Regions from separate parts of the Mus musculus genome. Here region 2 is linked to region 1. A link is a contact called in public promoter capture Hi-C data. All regions are on one chromosome and are shown on one strand. The core of a region is the stretch at or near the end of the contact, and the rest is flanking DNA. Distances in the headings are between cores, read along the strand shown.

The links. Promoter capture Hi-C pulls out the DNA fragments that hold promoters and counts their contacts.
Region 2: a promoter capture Hi-C map of pre-B cells shows a contact between it and region 1. The contact joins the promoter of Sorbs1 here to the promoter of Hectd2 in region 1. A contact is called at or near these places in 2 of 39 promoter capture datasets (cranial neural crest and pre-B cells).

The regions. Positions count from the first base shown.
Region 1 is chr19:36,553,105-36,560,126 of GRCm38.p6, reverse strand. It overlaps Hectd2 (HECT domain E3 ubiquitin protein ligase 2), which reads right to left and starts at 5,488. Exons shown (of 21, transcript NM_172637.3): 1 at 5,212-5,488. The coding sequence starts at 5,343. Gm41838 (a long non-coding RNA gene) reads left to right here and starts at 6,088. Exons shown (of 2, transcript XR_877830.3): 1 at 6,088-6,275; 2 at 6,393-7,022.
Region 2 is chr19:40,510,287-40,517,780 of GRCm38.p6, reverse strand. Sorbs1 (sorbin and SH3 domain containing 1) reads left to right here and starts at 4,045. Exons shown (of 29, transcript NM_178362.1): 1 at 4,045-4,410.

The sequences.
Region 1 (7,022 bases), core at 4,239-6,738:
ACTGACTGATTGACTGACAGACTGACTCACTATGTAGTCTTGACTGTCCTACAGCTCAAGAGTCTGGTCTACCTTTATCTCCCAAAAGTGCTAGGCTGGAAGCATGGACCACTAGATCAGGTCATATGTATTTAAAAAATCTTAGTTTATTAAATTATGTAAGATACATTCACTATTATTTTTTCATTCTCTCCCTACATCACCTCATTTAGAATATGATAGACAAAATGCACAAAAGGTTACATATATAAGACTGTTCAAAATGCTAAGCTGTGCAGAGTTTAGGTAAACACACACACACACAACATTTTTTTAAAATGTTACTGGCTGGATTGTTTTATTTTAATATGCTTCCTCTTCCTCTTCTTCCTCCTCTTCCTCCTCTTCCTCCTTTTTCTGCCTTCTTTTTCCTTCCATCCTCTTCCTTCTCTTCTTCCTCTTCTTCTTCCTCCTGAGAAACTCTTTCTGGAACTGTCTTTTTTCCCCTGTATTAATCCTTCTATCTTTCATTACTGTCGCCGAGGTTCCACACTGTGTGGGTTCTTCTACTCTGTACAGTTAATCCTGTGGTCAACACTCCAGTGGGTGTGCTCACCATCTCAAGCATGAACCACAACCCTCCTTCCTTCACTTTCTTCCTCCTACTTCCTCCAGTTTAACTACACACTACCAACAACTTCATTATGTTGTTCCTCTATTCGAGGAATTCCAAAGGCTTCCCATTAACCACAGTGGAAATGTCCAACCTTCTCCAGCCCTCGAGCATCCTTACATAACTCCCACAAGTCCTCGGCAAGTTTCCATTGGGCTTGTTTTATTGTTACTTAATTTATTTTTCTCTTTAAGGCCTCTCAAGTTATTTTCCCCACTGTTTACATATTCCTTTCGCTCGTTCAGATTCTATCATTCCTTCAATGGCCAGCCAGCTTAAATAATTACCTTTACTTCAAGGCCTTTCTTCATGGCTCTGCACACACTGATCATCTCCATATTGCAAACTGTTTCTGTAGCTTATTGTGGCTTTTTCTGGGGAGGGGGGGAGTTCCAGTGGGCTTTTATTGAGATCAATTAACAAAAAGAGATAAGATTTTACCAACCATCTTTTCTGAACCATGTATAAACTCTGTAAGGACTCTGGTCCATAGACATGTACATACAACGTAACACATCCCAACAAAAACATACTACACACCCCCCTGAACATTTGCCAATTAAACAGAAAGCCAATTTTCCCTTTCCCCTAATTGTTTTCAAAATTTTAAGTTCCCACTGTTTAAAGTAGAACTAACTGGTCCTGTATAACTAGGAACATTAGAATTACTGTGGCTTTTACATACTGATTTGCTTGTTATCCATTAGCCCCAGATCACCGGAGGTGCGACATTCTGGCTAAGCCTTGTCTGTGTTTCTACCCCAGTTAGTGCAAAGCTAAGCATAACATATGTTCAGTGACTGGTAGCTCCATCATGGTCCAGAGGTTCCAGCAAGCCCATTCATACACAACACAAACTTGTCACTCTTGTCCTCTGCACACACCTTGTGTTTTCTCTTAAACGCTTCTACTGCCTACTTGGCACAGTTCCTCATCTTCTATTTGGGGGCAAGCTTCCCTTTGAATTCCAAACTAGGGATGGAAATGTAGCTCAGTGATAGAATGCATGTGCACAAAGCCCTGAGTTTGATCCTCAGCAAAATACACATGTACACACACATACATGCACACTCACGCATGTACACACACACAGTTTAAACTGATTTCACCTCCCTAGTTATATAAAATTTATCTTTTTTGAATCTATTTAATTCCTTGGTATAGTCAATTCCAGTGAGAACCTCTCTTTCCCATTCAGCCCATTAAATACTGAAGGAAGCAATAAAACTCGTCCCTACTTGCCACAGTTAATTCTGTCTCTCCTTTGTGTATTTTCTCCTTTATTTACCATGTTTTTCTAATATTTGTATTAAATCACTAATTTACATATTTGTCTCCATTTCAATCTGCCAGCCTTAGTGAATTCAGTATGTCTAATTTCCATCACCTGGGGCCTCTTGAGCATCTCTCACTGAGACACTTAAACAGCCATCCCTTTCACTAACCCCTGCACCCCATCTTTCATAGAACCACTTTGACAGCTATTGCTAAGCAGATTTGGGATGAGGGTGTAGTTTTAAAACACAGATTGCTGAGCTGTGCTCATAGCTTTTAATTCAGTACATTACAGCATCAGTGTTCACTCTTAGTTTTACCAAGAAGTTAAAAGAAAAATATGTCTCCAGTCTCAGAAATTCTGATTTAAAAAGCTTGCATTTGGGCCGGGCATGGTGGCGCACGCCTTTAATCCCAGCACTTGGGAGGCAGAGGCAGGTGGATTTCTGAGTTCGAGGCCAGCCTGGTCTACAGAGTGAGTTCCAGGAAGCCAGGGCTATACAGAGAAACCCTGTCCCGAAAAACCAAAAACCAAACAAACAAAAAAGCTTGCATTTAGGCCGTCATAGTGCTTCCCAGTTGATTTTTACTGTGCATCAGATTGAAAACTGGTATCTTAGGGTGGGATGTGAGTCAGGACCAACATCCTACCAAAGTAACTCTACAGTCAGTCTCGTTTGAGACCTGTGTCAGGAATCTTCTGAATGGAATTTGGCATAGAGGTAGTATCAGAATTTACAGTTTCTACCATTCTCTCTCCCATCATGGCACCCCTCTTTAAACATTCAGAATATAGCTTATATTTTTTGGCCTTATTAGGATCAGCATAATCTGACCTCTTCTTTATTTTCGTGAGCTGTCACTCTTACTTGTTTCTACACCGTCATAACCATGACACACTAATTTTCTGAGGGAAAAAACCCCACATGATTACAGGGCCACTTGAATTGAAATATAAACTCAAGTTGGAAGGGTGGAGCTATTAATTTGGGCAAAAAGGAAGAATCACTAAAAGGGTCCCCAAAGTTCCTGATGTCAATTAGGATACTAAACAAACCTTGAGTTCTGCTTAAGCCCTACAGAGTTCAGAAATAAACTAGGAGGCAATAAACTGTCTTTCTCTTTCCACCACATTCCATCAAGTCTTCCCCACTCTACTGGAGAATCCGGTCATCCCAGATGCCCTGGCTTTCCTCATCTTCAGATGTCAGCATTTTTTTTCCTTAGGCTTTTTATCATGATGCCTCAAAATTTCAGCTCTGAAAATCCTCTTGAAAAATATGCAATACATACTTGCATTTTCCTCTTAAAATTTCCATTGAAAAATCCAACAGCAGTATCAAGGTCAAAAGAAATTTTAAGGCACCACCAGAAACTGCCTCAGAATCCCAAGTTTTCTATTCCAAACTGTTTTTATCCTCCATGTTCAAAGATTTTTTAAAAATTCTTAAACTATAGGCTCTTTGACTAGTCTACATCCTGAAAAAGAGTGTCTTTGCAATTCACTTGGTAGCACAAATGTGGATGTGCCTTGAAATGCCATAAGGCAAGTAAGAGTTTTTAACCTTATTCCACTGAACAGAACAAACAATACATTGGCTACAGTTTTAGATACTACTGATGCCAGGAAATTGGCCAGGACTTCACTGTAGTTATTACATGTGGTAATACTTAAAAGGATTACTTTCTTAAAATCTGAAAAACTTGAAATTACTAAGACCTATGTGCTTCAGATAACAAATGTTAGACTTCCAGCCACACTGTATCAGCTTCTGTTAAGTTCCAAACCTTTCTTTCAGTTCCACTGAAATTATATGTAAATAATATTGATAAATAATAGACATTATTTGCTATATATAATATATTCTTCACTATATATAAATAATTTGGGGAAAGGTACTTGCTGTTAGACACTAAACTCATAACATTGCTTCTAAAAGCAGATGTTACATTTTCCCTCTTAATAACCACCTTAGGAAAAAACTGCCAAAGCATGGGGTGACAACCAACACCAGGTCACATGTATATGTGACCTCCATACACATATACCCATACTCACACGTATACACACACTAGACACATACCCAGACTTGAAACAAACAAACTACATTGGCATTAAGAAGTCCTACATAAAAAGCTGTGAAAACCCTGTGCACCAACAGACTACAATATGAATGACAAATTGCTTCAAAGCATCTCCCAAGGTAATTCCTAACTACAGCTGCAATTTACCAATCAGTTGTAGTTATCCTTTTAAAATGTGTGTCATTGCTGTCCAAATCTGCTGTGCTGACTTATGATAAAAGAGTTGTCTTTAACAATTTCCAGTTATTACAGGCTTCAGACATTTTTGAAAAACCTACCAAATCATAACATTATTCTGATACTAATACTTTATAAAGAAGAGTGAGCTATTTTAGTAAGTTCCTAGTCATTTAGGAGGGCGGCTTCTAGAAACTAATTGCAAGTAGAAATTTTTTTAAATGTATAATATTCCCCAAACTTTTACTATTTTGTCACGTACAGATGCGTTGACAAGTCATAATCTTTAAATACTTGAAAGCAAACTTGCCCAAAGTATTTAAATACTATGTCAAATAAAAATGTCAAAACCAGAAGTTAATCATAAAGCAACCAGACTCCCAACCACTAAGTACAAACAGGGGGAAGGGAGAGAGGGGATGATGTCCCATGACATCATTTGGCAGTATGGAGTTTGAAGGCTGAGAGCGCCTTCCAAATTAACCCTTGCAAAATCCAGCTGGGAAATTACCACGCTTATTAAGCTTGGATAGCCGAGTTTTAAAAGAAGAAAAAGCCTCGCTCCTTCAAATCACACGTCAGTACCGTATGAAAAAAATAAAAGCATCCAGGGAGGCAACTGCCTCCCACTACCCGGATAGCAACGGAAAGGTCAGAATTAGGAGGAAACTCCTCTCTGAGACTGTTCAACCCGAGGGGAGAAAGGACCGCAAAAGCGAAGGGAAGCGCTGCCTTGGCGCCCACAGGCAGGTTCTCCCACTCAGGGAAAACCTCCCTGACGCCCAACTGGCACCCATGCTCATCCAACAGAGGATGCCGACCCTCAGCAGAAAGTCGGGAGCCAGACCCCCCGAAAACAAGCAAACACCCAGCATCAGGCAGCGGACCCCACTCCCCGAGCGTGGAAGGCGCGGTTCCCAAGTGATGGCCGTTGCCCTCGAGGCGCAACTTCCCTGTTGTCCCCTCTCCAGGCCGCCTTCAACCCACCGCCCAGGGCGCCCCCCGGCCCCCGCCGCACCTACCGCGGCTGCGCCGGCCGTCACGATGGGCGGCAGCTTCTCGCGCTCCGGTTCTTTCCCCTTCCTCTCCTCCGGGGCGGCCGCGGCTACCGCCGGCGGCGCTCCGGGCGAGAGATCCCGAGCCGCCTCACTCATGTCTGGCCGGGCGGCTGAGGCGCGAGGCGGTGGCGGCGGCGGCAGCGGCGGCCGGACTGCAGCCGGGGCGGGCGCTGCTGCTGCTGCCGCGGCCGCGAGAGGGCTCCTTCCAACCGCCGCCGCCGCGCCGCCCCCGCCCCCGCGCGCGCCCGCGGCCCGTCGCGCGCCCGCGCGTGTGCGCGCGCCCCCGGGCTGGCCGCCAGGCTCCGCCGCCCACCCCCTGCGTGCGCCCGGCTCGCGCCCTCGGCCGCGCTCCGCTCCCGCGGGTCCGCCGGCCGGGGCTCAGACCGCGGCCCCGCGTCACGCGCGGGGACCGCTGAGGAGACGGCGCGGGGCGGGAGCTGGGGGGCGCCTGGTCGCCATGTTGGTCGCGGGCTGTGGTGGGAGGGCGACAGGCCTTGTAAAGGCTGTGACACGGATTCTAACCCTGGCTTTCCCTTCACCTGGAGTGGCAGGTGAGCCGGGGACCTTTGACCCAGCTGGTGGCCTTTGACCTTTAAACTCGCGCTCAGGAAGCGGACTCGGGGTCATGTCTGCCCCCTGATCTTTCCTCCAGTGCCTCCAGCGCCGGGGAGACTGGGAGACCGCTCACCTGAGCATCCTTATGACTAACTCTTTCCCCGTGTCCTCTCCTGGCCTCATCCTACGGGAGAAGCGCTTAGGGTCGGGAGAGGACAATGCGACACCGTGCTCCCCTCCCACACACACTCCAGGGCAGGACGGCCAGGCCACACTTTCCATTTCTGAGCCGCGGTCCCTCATGACTGCCAAGTCCGCCTCTCCCTTCCGTGCCCACGCGCCTACATTTTGCTCTCCCCGCCCCCCGCCGTCCTTCGTTCCCTCTAATCCCTTGTCCCCTTCCGTTTATAAGTTACAGATGGACAGATCCAAACTGCTGAGTAATCCATAATAAACCTCGTAATAAATTCTGGGTAAGAACGTTTAAAAAATTACTTTAAATCGTCATGTTAAAATATCCCCACCTCCACCACCCGACGACGACTTAGACAATTTCCTTTCTCCTCGCCCCCTCCTTTTCCTTTTATCAGTCTGCTGGAATGGCAGAGACACCTGCTGATGGAGGAGAAGGGAGAGAGGAAGTATTCACTGTACCACTTACTAAAAATAGAGAATTTCTCGACATTGAGGTCTTGGGATTTTTAGTTGAGACTTCGTTATTTTATTCATGGTGAAGTGAATTTTCTAATCCAAGAATACTCAGCTCCAAATACAAGAAGCAAGAATATCTCTGAAACAAATTCAGAGGGGATTTGGTGACTGTCATTTTATATAATTCAGAGTCCGCAGAACTAAATAAATAGTTACAGTTCTTCCTGGCATGAGGTTGTTTTTCAAGCCCAGAATTTGTAGCAAGCAATAAAGTGAATCGGATAGTGCCTACTGTATTACTTTGGAAATTATAAAGTTTGCTTCTATTTCTAGGAAGTATTTGTAGTTTTAATATAATTGCTGTCACCATCGTTTCTCTATTAATAACAAAAGGTGTACAATAAGTAGAATAAAGTAGCCAGGTATTTCATAATCTTTAGAGCCAAATGACACAGGCACTACTTTGCAACACCCTTTTCTGTCTCCTTTTTCTTGAATTTTTGTTTTTAGACCTCTCTTCTTAAATCTCCGGACTATCTCATAGACATCTGTTTTCTTTTAGCAGGCCA
Region 2 (7,494 bases), core at 2,796-5,295, 4.0 Mb before region 1:
GTTATGAAGTACCAATGAAATAATAATTTATATTTGGGGGTCACTACCGACATGAGGAACTCTATTAAAGGGTTGTAGCATTTGGAAGGTTGAGAATGAATGACCTAAGTTTTACCCCTTAGGCCCTGGGGTCTCCTCTCCTTAAGACCAGTTACATTATTTATAGGGCCCAGTTCTTCGATCAAACCTAGGGCCTAACACATGCTAGGCAGGTGTTCTACCATTGAGATATAACCCTAACCCAAGGGTCTAGTTCAAAATAAAAATTCAGGACCTTTTGTATGAAAATAAAAGAACTCCAAGAGAGGCAATCACACCATTAAAGCAAGTGTGGGGTATTTCTCAGTGTAGGCTGCTTGCCTGTAGTGTGGCCTTGGCCCACGTCCTAGTCAAGGTTTCTGTTGCTGTGATGAAACACCATGACCAAAAGCAACTTGGGGAGGAAAGGGTTTATACGGTTTATACTTCCACGTCATAGTTCATCATTGAAGGATGTCAGGGCAAGAACTCCAACAGGGTAGGAATCTGGAGGCAGGAGCTGATGCAGAAACAAATGGAGGGGTGCTGCTTACTGGCTTGTTCATCATAGCTTGCTCAACCTGCTTTTCTATAGAACCCAGGAATCACCAGACCAAGGATGGCACAAGGATTCACAGTGGGATGGGCCCTCCCCCATCAGTCACTAATTAAGAAAATGCCCTATAGTCCTATCTTATGAAGGCATAGCCTTCATTGAGATTTCCTTCTCTCTGATGACACTACCTTGTGTCAAGTTGACATAAAACTAACCAGCACAGCCTACGTGAACTTGACTGGCTCTCTGCCTCCTTTAGGCCTCACCTTGGGGCAACAGGGAGAGGACAGAACTTACTCTTGCCACATCTATAACACCAGGCCTCCCTCCCAGATGAATCAGTGAATGGCTGGAGATAGGAATGAGTCGGTCTAATTAAACCTAATAATCCCTTAGGTTGCTTTTATTGTGAACTATTATTAGACCACAGTTTGGGAGTTGCTCTTTGAAACTGGGTCTCACTGGGTCTCACTGGGTCTCACTGGGTCTCACTGGGTCTCACTGGGTCTCACTGGGTCTCACTGGGTAGCCTAAGCCAACTCTGAACATTTGCCCCAGCCTTCCAAGTGCTGTTATCACAGAAGCAAGCTACCACATTCTGGTCTTCATGGAAGAGATGTCTTAGAAATGTTTTGAGGTAGAAGGTTTTGCTTCCTCTCTGTCTCTTCTACTTGCCACCTTCCTGTCTTTTCCAGATTTCTCCGTCTCTCTTAGACACCTCATTTTATGCTTTCCAGTGAGGAATGGGACACTTGCTGAAGCTACTAAGGGGTTAGTTCAAGAGTTCAACCTCTTTTTAGGTCTCTTGAGTTTCAGTTTTCTCATTTCTAAGAATGGCCTTGAGTAGAATTCAAATTTTCCTGAGTACAGTCTGGTGTTTCGTTTTTAAATTATTATTTTTTTAAAAAGTTCACTGGATAATCTGATAACTTTTTATTTGTTTGTTTGTTTGTTTGTTTGTTTTTCAAGATAGAGTTTTACTCTGTAGCCTGGGCTCTCCTGGAACTCATTCAGTAGATCAGGCTGGCCTTGAACTCAGAGATCTGCTTGCCTCTGTCTCTGGGATTAAAGGCATGTGCCACCACCACTTGGCTTGACAGATGTTTATAAAGGGAAAAAAAAATCAGAAAAACAAAGATGAACAAAAATATTTATACATAATTCTAGAGGAAAAATTGTAATGAGATTTTACACATCAGTTTTCAGTCATCCTTCCCATTCAATAATATAAGCATTTTTGAGTTTTGCTATGGCAACAGTGGGCCATGGCGGCTTACTGATGGTTGTGAGCTATTGTGTGTGCACTAGAAACTGAACTGGGTACTCAGCAAGAGAATAAGCGCTCTGAACTATTAAGCCAATTCCACAGCTCCCCACCCCTTTAAAATTACCAAAAATACTTCCTCATTTTTCATAGCTACCTAGTGTTCTGTTAAATGGTGCATATTTAATGTATATAAGTACAGTGTAGTTGTCTTCAGACACAACAGAAGAGGGCATCAGATCCCATTACATACAGACGGTTGTGAGCTAACATGTGGATGCTGGGAATTGAACCCTGGACCTCTGGAAGAAGAGTCAGTGCTCTTAACCACTGAGTCATCTCTCCAGCCCCAAACGGAACATTGAGTTGTTCTGACATTGTGTGTGTGTGTGTGTGTGTGTGTGTGTGTGTGTGTGTGTGTGTGTGTTCTAAACCTTGTTGCCTGGATTTGGTAGGTAGATAACTCTCAGTTTCTCTGCCTTCTATTTCCTACCTCTTTGGCTAATCTCCTAGTATCACTGTGCCTTTAGCTATGTTGTTGTTAGATGTGTAGCGGTGCATATAAAGCTCACAGCCCTGGTGCAACAGTGCACTGTTAATACAGGCACATTCATACTTGCTGCTTTATTATTTTATAGACCAGAGAGCTGTTTGTCCAGACTGTAGCATAAGGTAACAGCAGAGCCTGGGAAGTGTGTTTTACAAAGCAACAGGATGAGGTCTGGGCGAGGCAGAGCCCTGTGCTGAGGGACCCCGGGTTCTCTGGAGGCTTCTTGTTTCCTTGGTTATAGCACGAGCTCCCAGACAGCTAGAAGTCTTCAATTAAAATACACAGACAACAGAATTGAGGACAGCAGGTGCTCAGCCAGGACCTGTCACTGTTCCCTGACATCTAACAACCTTTACAGACAGGGTTCCCCTTGCCTGTGCAGTCACTAGGTCCTATTCTTACCCCACCACACAGCCTGCTAACTAGGAACACAGTTGGGCTGAAGATTCTTGCCCAAGATAGCAGAAAAGAATTAATTGTGCTCAGGTGACTATTCTGTTGTGTTGGAAAGTTGTAAGTCAACTTGACACAGGCTAAGGTCATCTGAGGGGAGGGAACCACAATTAAGAAAATGCCTCCGTAAGATGGGGCTGTAGGCAAGCCTGTAGGGCATTTTTAAAATTAGTGACTGATGGGGGAGGTTCCAACCCATTGTGGATGGGCCATCCTGAGCTCATGGTCTTGGATTCTATATGAAAACAGACTAAGCAAGCCATGGAGAGCAAGCCAGTATGCGGTATCCCTCTGTATCAGCTTCCTGACTCCTGCCCTGTTTGAGTTCCTGTCCTGACTTCCTTCAATGGGGAGCAGTGTTGTGGAAGTGTAAGCCAAATAAACTCTTTTCTCCCCAATTTGCAGAGTGGTGCAGCCAATAATCCGCTCTAGAGGCTGAGTCAGGAGGTTGGCCTGGGGTGTGAGTATGTGGGGCAGCCTCTAATCCCAGAAGGTGGGATTAAGGATCATCTTTGGCTGCACGGTGAGTTTGAGGCCGCGCTAGAATACGTGAGCCGCCTGTCCAAAAATAAATAAATAAATAAATAAATAAATAAATAAATAAATAAATAAAGACTAAAACGAGAAACTAGTAACAACGTCTTTTTCACAAGGCTGGGAAAATCAAATGAGAAAATAGGGAGCATTAGGCAACTGTCTGGTAGAATATAATCAGACTGACAGTGCCATTGGCAAGCTTTTATTCACTACATTTTATCAAGAGGAATTATGGTGCCATTTTACAGATCAGCAAAAGGGCACAGGGTTAAGTAATTTGTTTATAGCTAGGACACACTGTTATTTTACGCTTACTGTTCTTTTCAAGCTCTCTGTGGGCAAACCCTTATAGAGACCACAGGGCCAGCGTCTGGAGTCACTCGCGGGCAGCCCAGGGTAGAAAGGGTTAGCGGGTGCGCGCGCGACATCCGCGGGAACCCGCGGGCGCGCGCCCCGCTCACAGGGACGCAGGCTTGGCGGCGGGCTCTTCCTCGCCTCCCCATTGGCGCACACGCCCCTTCCTGTCACGGCCGGCCAGGCCCCGCCCCCTGGGCGCTGCCGGAGTGGACGGTTCCAGGCCATGCTAATGAGGGGCTGGTCGCCGCCGCCCATTGGCCGGCCCCAGTGTCGGTGAAGTCAGCTCGGAGTAGCAGAAAAACAGAGCGGGGCTGACTGTAGCGTGGAGCGCGAGCCGGGCTGGACGCGCGCAAGCCCTTGCCGGGGACCCGCGAGGTAAGCGGGCGGCGGCTGCGCTCTCCGGCGGCAGCTCCCGGGCGGGCGCAGCGGGCCCCCGGAGCGGTGCCTTTGTTCAGCGCGCGGAGGAGGTGCTTTTAAAGGGCCAGCTGTTGGAAGGACCTGGGGGCCCCCCTTCTCCCAGAGCATCCCCGGGTGGCCGCGGGGGACCTTCGCCGAGCCGTGTCTCCCGGCTGCTCTGTGTCCCCTCTCCCCGTCCCTTCAAGAAAAGTTGCTAGGACGCGGGGAGGTTTGGGGATTCCAGGTTTCTTTATGCCTTTTCGTTTTTGGTAGGTGAAGGTAAGTGCGATCATGGCCTCTGCTTAGGAGGGAATGTCCGCCCGCTTCAGCCTGGCTGCAGTGTGGGTGGATGGAGACGGGAGAGCCCTGGTGGGTTTGCGCTGGAAAGTGAAACTACTGAGGGTCTTTTCTGCAGTGGCCAAAGGAAGAAGGGCGCAAGTGTCAGGATGGAGGCATCTCAGGTGTATTCATTCATCAGCACACCCTTCCACTCCATCACCTAAGCCGAGGGCGGCGGGAGGGGGGCAAGCACTACGCTGCTGGCCCAGACCAGCCTGCATCCGAGCGTGTTGGTGGGTGTGTGTCTGGGTATACGGTGCTTCCGCTCACCGCCCAGGCCCCTTCATGCTTCCCTGGATGACTGGATGACAGCATCTTGCAGGGCAGCCCATCACCAAAGGGACCTAAAGCTACTCCTTTCTCTTATTTCCCAGGCTGTCCCTCCCGGGGTTTCCACGGTCTTTTCCCTGATAAGCGGTGGTGACATTCGAGATAGGAGGGAAAGGAGGCTTTAAAGTCATTATGCTTCTTTGAAGGGCGACGTGCTGTCGATTTCTGTATCCTGGAACCTCTGCGTGTCATACTATGCCTTTGAAATTCATCAGTGCTTTTTCCGGGCGGACAGAATTTATTATGCATTGCTACATAGAAGCAGAAGATCCCTCTGAGCCGGCTCATTCCATCCTGTCCGAGGGTTTTCCCAGCATGTTCTGGACGAGCCTTTGGATTTTTGTTTGAATCGCTGAGCTCTGGGTTGCCCCTGTTGTCACACGGCCGACCTACTGAAATTGCTAAAATTGATTTCAGTCAGTAGGCGGGATGTTCATCTAGAGACACCATAGAACCTGCCAGGCATGTTAGGCCGCTGACTGATCCCCCCCCCCCCCCCCCGCCCATCTTCCAGTCCCCAACACTGGTGTGTCCTTTTTCTTCCTTGGAGAAGGCCAGGGACAGCTTGTCTGACCACATGCTTTTTTTGATTTTTTAAAATACCTCTCTTTACATTTAAGTGTGTGTTTTGGCTGGAAAGATATCGAGGTGGTGATTGAAGGGTGGATTAAAAGTGGGGTGGACAGCAGCAGGGGACAGCCGTGCCAATGACAGAAAACACACATTGGGAGATTTTATAGCTTCAGCCTTCAGTGAGTGAGTGAGTGAGTGAGATGTCTACAGGGTGAGGTGTGTTGGCTGTGAGGGGGAGGGGTGGAGGAGGAAGATACTGCCAACAGTTTTTTGCCCCACCCTCCTGCTGCCGCCTTAAATAACTCCTGGCCAGCCCAGCCCTGAGGTCTTTTTGAGCCTGAGGGGAGAAAGGTGGTCTGTTAGCCCACCTCTGCCTGGGGCACCTTTGATGCAGATTAGGAAGGGTTAGTAGTTCTTAGGGTAGGGGGTCAAAGATGGTATATTCCTTAGCCTAAGGACTCGTGGTAACAGTCTGGTGACTTCCCTGCAGGCAATTAGTACCTGAATGAAGTGCTGGTCGACCTCTGTAGGACAACCCCCTTTTGTTGGCTCTACCTCCTTTTTTTTTTTTTTTTTTTTTTTTTTGCTAAAGCAAGTTGAATTTCTGTAAACTTTTTGAAGAGATTGGGAATATTGGGATGGGGTTGTAAATATGGCAAAGAAGAAAAGAAAATTGCTTCTTCCTGGCAGAACAAAGACCCGTTCAGCTCTTCTGTTTCTTCTTCAAAATAGAGTTGGATGCAGATTGCTGGGTGTGGAGAGATAGGGTCCAGGGAAGAGAGCCTCGCCTGTGGCACTGGTAGTGTCCTTGTCTTCGAAACTCCACTCTCCCTGGACCCTTCTCTGGAGGTGGATGTGGAAGGCACTCACTGGTAATTTAGGATTTAACTAGCCTTCAAGGAGGAATAGATGATCAAAAAAAAAAAAAAATTGATGTAAGCTTGTACCAGAAGCAGGCTGGCTTTGGCTCTGATCAGCACTCTCTGGGCCTTGAGCTTGTGGCTTATGCTGTGTTCCTGTTGGTAAAATAAGAGGCTTTAGAGTGGTGACGTTCTAGGGTTCCCAAAAGCACCATTTAGTTTAAAATCACAAGTACATTTTGTGACGGCGATTTTAGATTCTTTGCTGTTTGCTAGTCAGATGTTAAATTCTGAGTATTTAAGCAAGACTACTGAAGAAGCACTCGAGAGCTGGGGCTTCTGTCGGAGTCAGACTACCTTTTACTTGATTGGTGCGATTCATGTGGTTTTAGAGTATGTAAATAATTCAGGGCTAGAATGATCCAGAGTGAGAGACGTGGACGTAGGAGCGAGTTGGTGTGTGGGGGAGGTGAGGATGGGATGACAGATTGCGGAGGAAAGGGCGTTTCTATAATTCATTCCCTCCCCGCCTGTGTTTTATTTATGATCGCACAGGTGAGCGTTTAAATATTGGGAACATGGGGAGGGGGACCTCGATGATTGATCCCTCCTGGCCTTCACTGAGGAGTGATGCTGGGGAGTTGTGGCCATTTGTCTGAGGTCTATCTCGACTAGCAAGGTGCAGAGGGGGATAAGGATCTGGGTCTTGTGGTCCAGAGTAAGGCCCTCCCTTTTGTGAGAGGAGCCTAAGATGGGAAGGAGAAAGATGAGGAGGAAACAAGAGATGAAGGGGGAGACTGGAGACTCCATAGCTTCAGCCTTTGGAGCCAGGAGTAGAGCAGTCCTGTGTCCTTGGAATGAAGTAAGGATCGGAGCCCCTTAGATGAGTGTGTGTGTGTGTGTGTGTGTGAGATGAGTGTGCTCGTGTGTGCGCATGTGCATGCAAGTGTGTGTGTGAGTGTGGGTGATGTGGAGGTGTTAAGTGCCCTGATCCTGCCACAGATTTTCCTTGCTGACTCTGATTGTAGAATGAGGTTGAAGCTGCTTGTTCAGAGCCAAGCAAGACCTTTTGCCAGAGCCGGGAGAACTCAAACACTCAGGGGCATTAGGTGTGCTGAGGAGAGCTGACGTTGGGCCCAGTTCTGCTGCAATTCCAGGTTCATATTTGTGTATTTTTTTGTTTTGTTTTGTTTTTACATTTCCGATACAAACCTTAAAGTTTTCCATGGACTGAATGGTAGAATTTTCCCATCTAACCTTC